Linked DNA regions of Zea mays: region 2 is linked to region 1. Evidence: chromatin contacts called from public Hi-C data. All regions are on one chromosome and are shown on one strand. Each heading gives the region's core, a stretch centred on a gene start, on an enhancer-like site or on the middle of the called end of the contact. The rest is flanking DNA. Distances are from core to core; before and after follow the strand shown.

Region 1 (3,593 bases), core at 436-2,935:
GGGCATTTAATTTTTCCTCTAAGTAGCTTCTTCTCATTTTCCTCTTCAGGTATGGACTATTTCTTCTTTGCAGCACCACCTTCTAGGCAACTTTTAATTCGATTTTTCCTTTGTCGCCCAACACTCCTCTTACCAATAGGTGCATTCACTTCATCGGCTAGGGACACTTTTGGCCAAAAGGACTTGTCGCCCGCACTTTCAATCCTTCATACATAAGCCTTTTTAAATTTGTCAACAGAAAAGTAGTCTCTACAAAGTGCTCCATTCCAACTTCTCGCATTTGTTGCGCTATAATGACCACTAGGCCGTGCTGGCGCGGGCAGACGACAGCGCTGGCAGCTGGTAGCAGGGGGTGGCGCGGGCAGCTGCTGGTAGCCGACTGCGTGACCACCTGGTGGCGAGTCTCCCTGGTGGCAGACGGCGGCGCACACTCTGTTTTCTGGTGGCAGGAGTTCTCTCGCGCAAGAACACTCGAACTCCGGTTAGGGGTAGATTAGTATGAAGGGGTACACAACCTGCATGAAGAGCAATAAAACAGACGTTAACAGAGCGCGGGACATTAACTGTCCCAATCTGGCGCGGCTGTGATCTCCAGAATACCAAAATGGCGATACGCAGCTGCGGAGTAATAGAGTAGCGAAGCCGCACGACGAGAACGTTATAAACTCAAATAACTCATCTATGAGCGGGCGTGTTCTATTCGTGAGACAGAAAGAACGATTCGGTTCTGAAAGAAAAACAGGTGGCACATTCTCATTCATTATTCCAATCTTGTTGAGGGTATTACATAATTAACCATATAAAAGCTGATTTTAAGTGTGAGAGGTCAGCTTCTTGTTTTTTTTAAAAAAAACTAGGAAACCAGTTTTTTTTTGAAACTGGACAAAAAATACTTTTAGCTTTTAAAAACCCGTCTGTAAGGAACTGAGTGGTTCCATAAACGGGTTTTAGAGCAGCTCGAATATTTCTCTAAAAAAGCTTCCTAAACTTTGATTAGCAATTTGTCAAATAGCTATTGGTAAAAAACAAATTGGTCTCTAATAGTTCCTAATATTTAGAGATTAGTTTAGCTTTGCTCGTCACACCTAACTGGCGGCGTGGATGAGAGCAGAAGGCGTCGACGGTGGAGGAGAAGGTCGATCGGCGCAACATGTGAGGTATTAAGGGAGCGGCATGACCTATGAGACAGCGGTAGTCCGACGATGGAGGAGAAACTTATGTCACACGCATTGGATCTGGCTGTCTCACTGTACGGAAAAGAAAAAAAGATCGTGTCAGAGATGGCTACCTCGCTAAGCAGGAAAGGAGGAAAATAAGCAAGAAATGTGAAGAAATCAACGTCAATTGCAGTGCCTGTTAGGTTGTTAAACTTAAAGAGTAAACAAGGTTAGATAATAAGTAATTAAATTTAGCAAATATATTTAGAGAACTATTAGAGAAGTATTTTTTATATATTTTTTAAATTTTAAATTTAAGATTTATGGAGTTATTTGGAAAATAATTGGAGTTGCTCTTAAACGATTTGAACCACTCTACCTTGCGCGTGTACGTGTAAGCCTGTGTCGACGGCTTTGACCGAACAGCTCCACGTCTGGGCCCTCTCTCTACCACACATAATTGAAGGGTTTGCCGTTCGGAGGACGGTGATCCCTGTCTGTTTCTGTTTCTCTCTAGAGATCCCATACCGCCGCCAGCCCGCCGCTGTGCCTCATCGCCGGCGACGGCGCAGAACAACCCAGCCGATCAGCCGTCCTCACATCGAAGTCTCCATACACCAGTGGCATCGCCCCCATATTTCGCCCGTTGCATTGAACTACTGCAGAGTGGAGATCCGTCTATCCATGACCCACCCAGCAGGCCCTGGATCGATCTGTCATTCTCTTGGTAATTAACCCACGCTTGCTCGGAGGAACGCTGCAGGGCACAAGAAATGCAGAGGGATGCCGGCTCCGGCGACCGGACGCCGGGCACCCCGAGCCCGACGCACGGTGGCCGGCTCAGGCACCGGAAGCGCTCCAACGAGGTGATCGGTTCTACCGTGTATCCGTAGTTCTATACAGAGATGACTTTCTGTTCCTGGCTGTAGAGGTGGAGGACTCGCATTCATTGCGCATCGTTGTTGTTATTGTTTAGGTCCCCAGCGACGTGAACACGACTAATGGCGCCAACCTGCTCTTAAACGACCAGAACAAGTACAAGTCGATGCTAGTTCGTACCTACTCCTCACTGTGGATGATGGCCGGGGTCGTGTTCTTGATATATATGGGCCATCTCTACATCTGGGCCATGGTGGTGGTCGTCCAAATCTTCATGGCAAAGGAGCTCTTCAACCTTCTCCGCAAGGCCAATGAGGACCGGCAGCTCCCAGGGTTCAGGATGCTCAACTGGTGAGGTGGTGGTAGGATATATGGCTGATCGATGCATTGGATGACCTGGCGTTTACAATTTTAATCTGTGATGTGACAGGCATTTTTTCTTTACTGCGATGCTGTTTACCTACGGGCGCTTCCTTAGCCATCAGCTTGTTAACACGATGACTTCAGATAAGTTGTTGTACAAGCTGGTGAGCAGGCTCATCAAGTACCAGATGTTTATTTGCTACTTTCTTTACATAGCAGGTAACTGTGGCAAAAAAATTTTGTTCCCAAATAAGGGTCATGAAATGTACAAGTTTACATCATAGGTCAGTTCAATATTTTAATAGTTCTTGATTTGATAGGCTGGCATTGGACCCAGGGAGTTCAGTCTGACAACGACATTTGGTCCATTTCCCTTTTGGTAGATGTGTTTAGAAATGTAGGCCGGAGAAGTAGTGCCATCAAACCTCCTCAAACGGGACTTTGCTTAGTGAGTTTTTTAGAGTGACAAGGAACAGTTCTTCCTTCATTCTCCAGTTCATAATGTTTTTTTAGTTGATTTTGTTTATTGAGTAAAGGTGGTTTTATTGTGTTTATATTTATTGAGTGATGGTGGTTGGGAAGGCTGTATATGATGTGACTGTACAATGCAATATAATCCTCTATGTTGTTCCCATTAAGTTTGGGTCCTTAAGCACTTAAGTTTTATAGCACATAAATTCGTAAGCTGTTTTTTTTACAAAAAAATGAGGCAAATGCATTCTCATAAAGTTTGAAAATTGCTTGCTTATTGCCACCATAGTAATTTATTTATTTTCTAGGTTTTGTTTGGTTTATTATCACACTAAAGAAAAAGACATACAAGTACCAGTTCAGTCAATATGCATGGACTCACATGATCCTTCTCATGGTATTTGCCCAGTCATCTTTCACTGTGGCAAACATTTTTGATGGAATATTCTGGTAAGCTTCTACTTTACAGCATGCTTTAATGCTTTGATCTGATAGTGTAATCTGGATGCCAGTGGTATGCTTGTCTGATATAGATAGGAATACCAGCTTAGGAGCCTGAAGTGTTGTTTACACCCTATAGTCATGAGTACATGAAGTTTTTGACAAACAAAACAAAGCATGGCATGTATTCATGACTGAAGGGAATACTAATTTATATTTTATGCTTGTGTTAGTAATTTTGCTCATACAATTTTGTTGATGACTTAAACTTAATGAGGCCTA
Region 2 (3,653 bases), core at 646-3,145, 150 kb after region 1:
ACAGCTTTTCTGCACAGCTGGCGAACCAAACAGCTAAATTCTAACCACCAGTTTTTTCCAATAGCCAGCTTTTCCCCACAGCCAGCTTTTCAGAAAAGCTATTCAGAAAAAAGCCGAACCAAACACGGCTTTAGTTTGCTGAATTGCCGCGGGCACAACACAGCGGAGGAGTCGACAGGTCCGTTGGGTGATTCTGCTGGCGTGGCAGCAAGATATACTTACTACACGGTCGGAGCAGAGCGAAAACGAACGACGACAATAACAAATCAAGGACAGCCCGTCCCATCAACGGCCATCCACCCACCAAAATTTACTGCGCGCGCACTCCTGCGTCCCACCCCAGGGCCCAGGCATTCATTCCTCTTTGTATGTTGCTCACAAAAGAAAAAACACAGACCAAACAATCCTGCTGCAGTTTGTACAGCGAGCGAGCGAGCGAGACAGACAGTCGCAGCTGCAGCGGAACAGGTACAGCCTGCAGATGCGTACCTGAGCACATTAAAATCTGAGGTGACAGACAAAGCTGCGGTCTCGACCAAAATAATTAGATTATCTCCAACACTCACTTTCTAACTCTATATTTCAAACTTCACTTTACAAACAACGTAATCTACAGTATAAAATAGTACTTTACACGACTTAAGCCTTACTCGGTTCATGGTCGGTTTGTTTGGCTGTTTTGTTTAATTTTTTTCACGAGCTAGGATGCTGATATACTAGCTCGGTTCGTTAACGAGCCAACTCGGGTTGTTAACGAGCCAGCATACGAGCTAAACGAGCTACCATATTTCAGCAAAATGAAACTATATACATATTATTTATACATCAATTGATGAACATGTTATATGTAGACGTGGTGACTATGAGTTCAACTGATGTTGATAAACTATGTCCATGTGTTAAATTGGTTTGTGATACTATAATTGTAGGTTAAACTAATGAACATGTGTGTGAATTATAGATTCATGGTGAATTGATGAGCGATGAGTTATGTTTATTTGGTGTTACGGTGACGTGGTCTATGAAACCATGAATAAAGTTACCATTTTCTATTGTTAAATTGGTTTAAAATTAAATAAAAATTAATTAATATATATTGTTTTATTATGATTCGTGAACTAAACGAACAAGCTCGAGTTTGTAAACGAATCAAATTAAACTGACTCTTTGTTCCCTAGCTTAGCAAACTAAGACTAGCCGCAGCGGTAGACGCTGCCTCTCCCCCTCCCCTTGCATGCGGCGTGTAGGGGGCACCCTATGGCCGCAGCGATGCCCCCTACAGCGCCCCCTACGTGTCGGTCCCCTTCTCTCTCCCCAGATATAGCGTGTCACTGTTCATCACCCTAAACACTGTTTGTTTGTCCACGAGTAATTGTTAGTAGATAAAAAAATTGATAGTTGATATAGAAAATGATATTTTATAGTGGTAGTGGGGTATAGGGGGAGTATTTAGGGGGAACCGCTGCGGGAGATAAAAAAATAGGGGAAAAAAAGAGGAAAAAAGTGATATAGGGGGAAAAATTTAGAAGTAACGGTTGCGGATAGCCTAAACCGAGCCAACTCGTTAATGAAGTTCCATATCCAGACCTAGTTGCGCGCGCCTACTCATGCATGACTCATCTCTGGCGCTCGCGGCGCGCCTTTTCATGGCGATGGCCTGCTGCCGCCACTGCTACTGCTACTACCTACAGTACGGTGCTGCCGCCTCGCCTCTCCTCTCCGTCCTTCCTTTTCCGCTTTGCCCGCTTTCCTCCTTTTCTCTCTCTTTTTCGCCTTTGCTGCTTTGCGGCCTTTGTTCAAGGTTCGACGACACGTCCGACTCCGATCGGCGGTTTCATCGCCTCATCGGCGGCCGCGGGCGGCATCTCCCTTGGCTTCCCCCCCTCCACTTTGCTCGCTGCTTGTTCGCTTGCGTGCGCGCTTTTTACTGTTCCGCAGTCAGTCGCCACCACATCCATTCTCCGTCTTCTTCCTCGCCCGCCGACCCCTGACCCTGAGGCCCTGACCACCGCCGCTGCGCCCGCTGACATTTGTCTCCCCGGTCGCCGAAGAGGCGAACGTTTACGTTGCTGGATTCGCGTTTATCTTCCCCCGCATTACTTACCGTTGCCCCACGTCAGAGGATCTCGTTCCGCTCCTGGAGCCTGCTTGGCTTCTCTTGACTTGGGCTTTCGCAGCGCTGCTGGCTGTTGCTACGTCCCCTCGCTCTTCCTCTCCTCTGCTCTGCTCTCAGGGTCGCTTCCTTCCTCTGCCCAGATTGATTGTTCTCGAGGTACGCACGCACGATGCTGCCTGCCTGCTGCGCTTGATTACCCTTTCCCGTTTCCCCCTCTCACTTCCAGAAACCGAGCCTCTCCACCAGGTTCAGATCTTGGACTTGGACCCTTTCGTCGGCTACTCAGAGTTCCAGAACCCGTCCCGCGCTTGTTCCAGCAGATTCAGAGATGGCCGAGGTGAAGCCTGAGGACATGGTGCATCATCTGCCCATGGACCAGCTCCAGGGACTGGAGTACTGCATCGACTCCAATCCTTCATGGGGTACGTATATATGTCACACACACACACACGCATACACAATTAAGTGAAGCATTGCTGTTCATTTGTGGTTGGTTGGTGGGTGTTACAGGCGAAGGGATCGCTTTGGGCTTCCAACACTACATACTGTCCTTGGGCACTGCTGTCATGATCCCCACGCTGCTGGTTCCTCTTATGGGTGGAAATGATGTGAGCATACCGTCCTTACTCGTACTCGTGTGGTTTCTTGATCCTGTTTCGAGTTCCTGGCTTTCATCAGCAGTGTTCGCATGAAACAAACAAAATGCTGCTTTTGCGGCACCTACCCTAACATGCAAATTTACAACTTTTGAAACTGAACAGAAAACTCCGTTGTATAGTTCGTTTCATGGAAGAATTCATTGTGTCTATCTCTCTCTTATTACTGAAAGGATGACAAGGCCAAGGTGGTTCAAACGCTGCTGTTCGTTACTGGGATCAAGACGCTGCTCCAGACGCTATTCGGCACTCGTCTTCCCACAGTCATGGGAGGTTCATACGCTTACGTGGTTCCAATCCTCTCCATAGTCCGTGACCCCTCGTTCGCGCGTATAGCTGATGGCCACACTGTAAGTATGCAAGGATCCTCCAGCACTGTATTTTTCATAATCTCTGAAACAAAAACAAATTGGTCATGGAAGACTGAACAGGTTGATGTCATGAACCCCTCAGCTTATATCTTTTTCGCGTCTGTCGTGCTTTCAGAGATTCCTGCAGACTATGAGGGCCGTACAAGGTTCACTGATTGTATCCTCAAGCATCCAAATAATTCTTGGATATAGCCAGTTGTGGGCTATATGTTCTAGGTACACGTTACTTTCCCCCTTTTCCCCCCCTGTGGAATCGTAACTCTCCCTTTCATTTCCGTTGATGCAATGTCAAATTATGCATCGCTACCCATATCCAGTGATCAAATTATTTCCTTGATGTATCCGAAAGTACGAATGGTTTGCTAAGATTCTTGTATTGCAACCGAGGTGCTCTTTTGTAGAGATGTTCGAACTTTAGCATGACATGTCGACAGTCCTGTTAAGAGTGGCCACATGGTCAATACGTGGATCATTATCTGCTTATTCTTTACAAACTAGCCTGGGCCCTTT

Evidence for each region. Hi-C and Micro-C count contacts between places; a contact is called where the count stands out from the background.
Region 2: a contact with region 1 is called in a Hi-C map of ear, with 2.0 times the contacts expected there. The contact joins the promoter of LOC100279209 here to the promoter of LOC100284896 in region 1. A contact is called at or near these places in 5 of 25 Hi-C or Micro-C datasets (ear, endosperm, leaf and 1 more) and 1 of 3 datasets of contacts at active chromatin or transcription factors (leaf).

The regions. Positions count from the first base shown.
Region 1 is chr2:179,486,937-179,490,529 of Zm-B73-REFERENCE-NAM-5.0, forward strand. It overlaps LOC100284896 (phosphatidate cytidylyltransferase), which reads left to right and starts at 1,686. Exons shown (of 11, transcript NM_001157791.1): 1 at 1,686-2,023; 2 at 2,134-2,387; 3 at 2,467-2,618; 4 at 3,179-3,320. The coding sequence starts at 1,931.
Region 2 is chr2:179,632,835-179,636,487 of Zm-B73-REFERENCE-NAM-5.0, forward strand. LOC100279209 reads left to right here and starts at 1,896. Exons shown (of 13, transcript NM_001366052.1): 1 at 1,896-2,538; 2 at 2,627-2,724; 3 at 2,946-3,122; 4 at 3,259-3,359. The coding sequence starts at 2,445.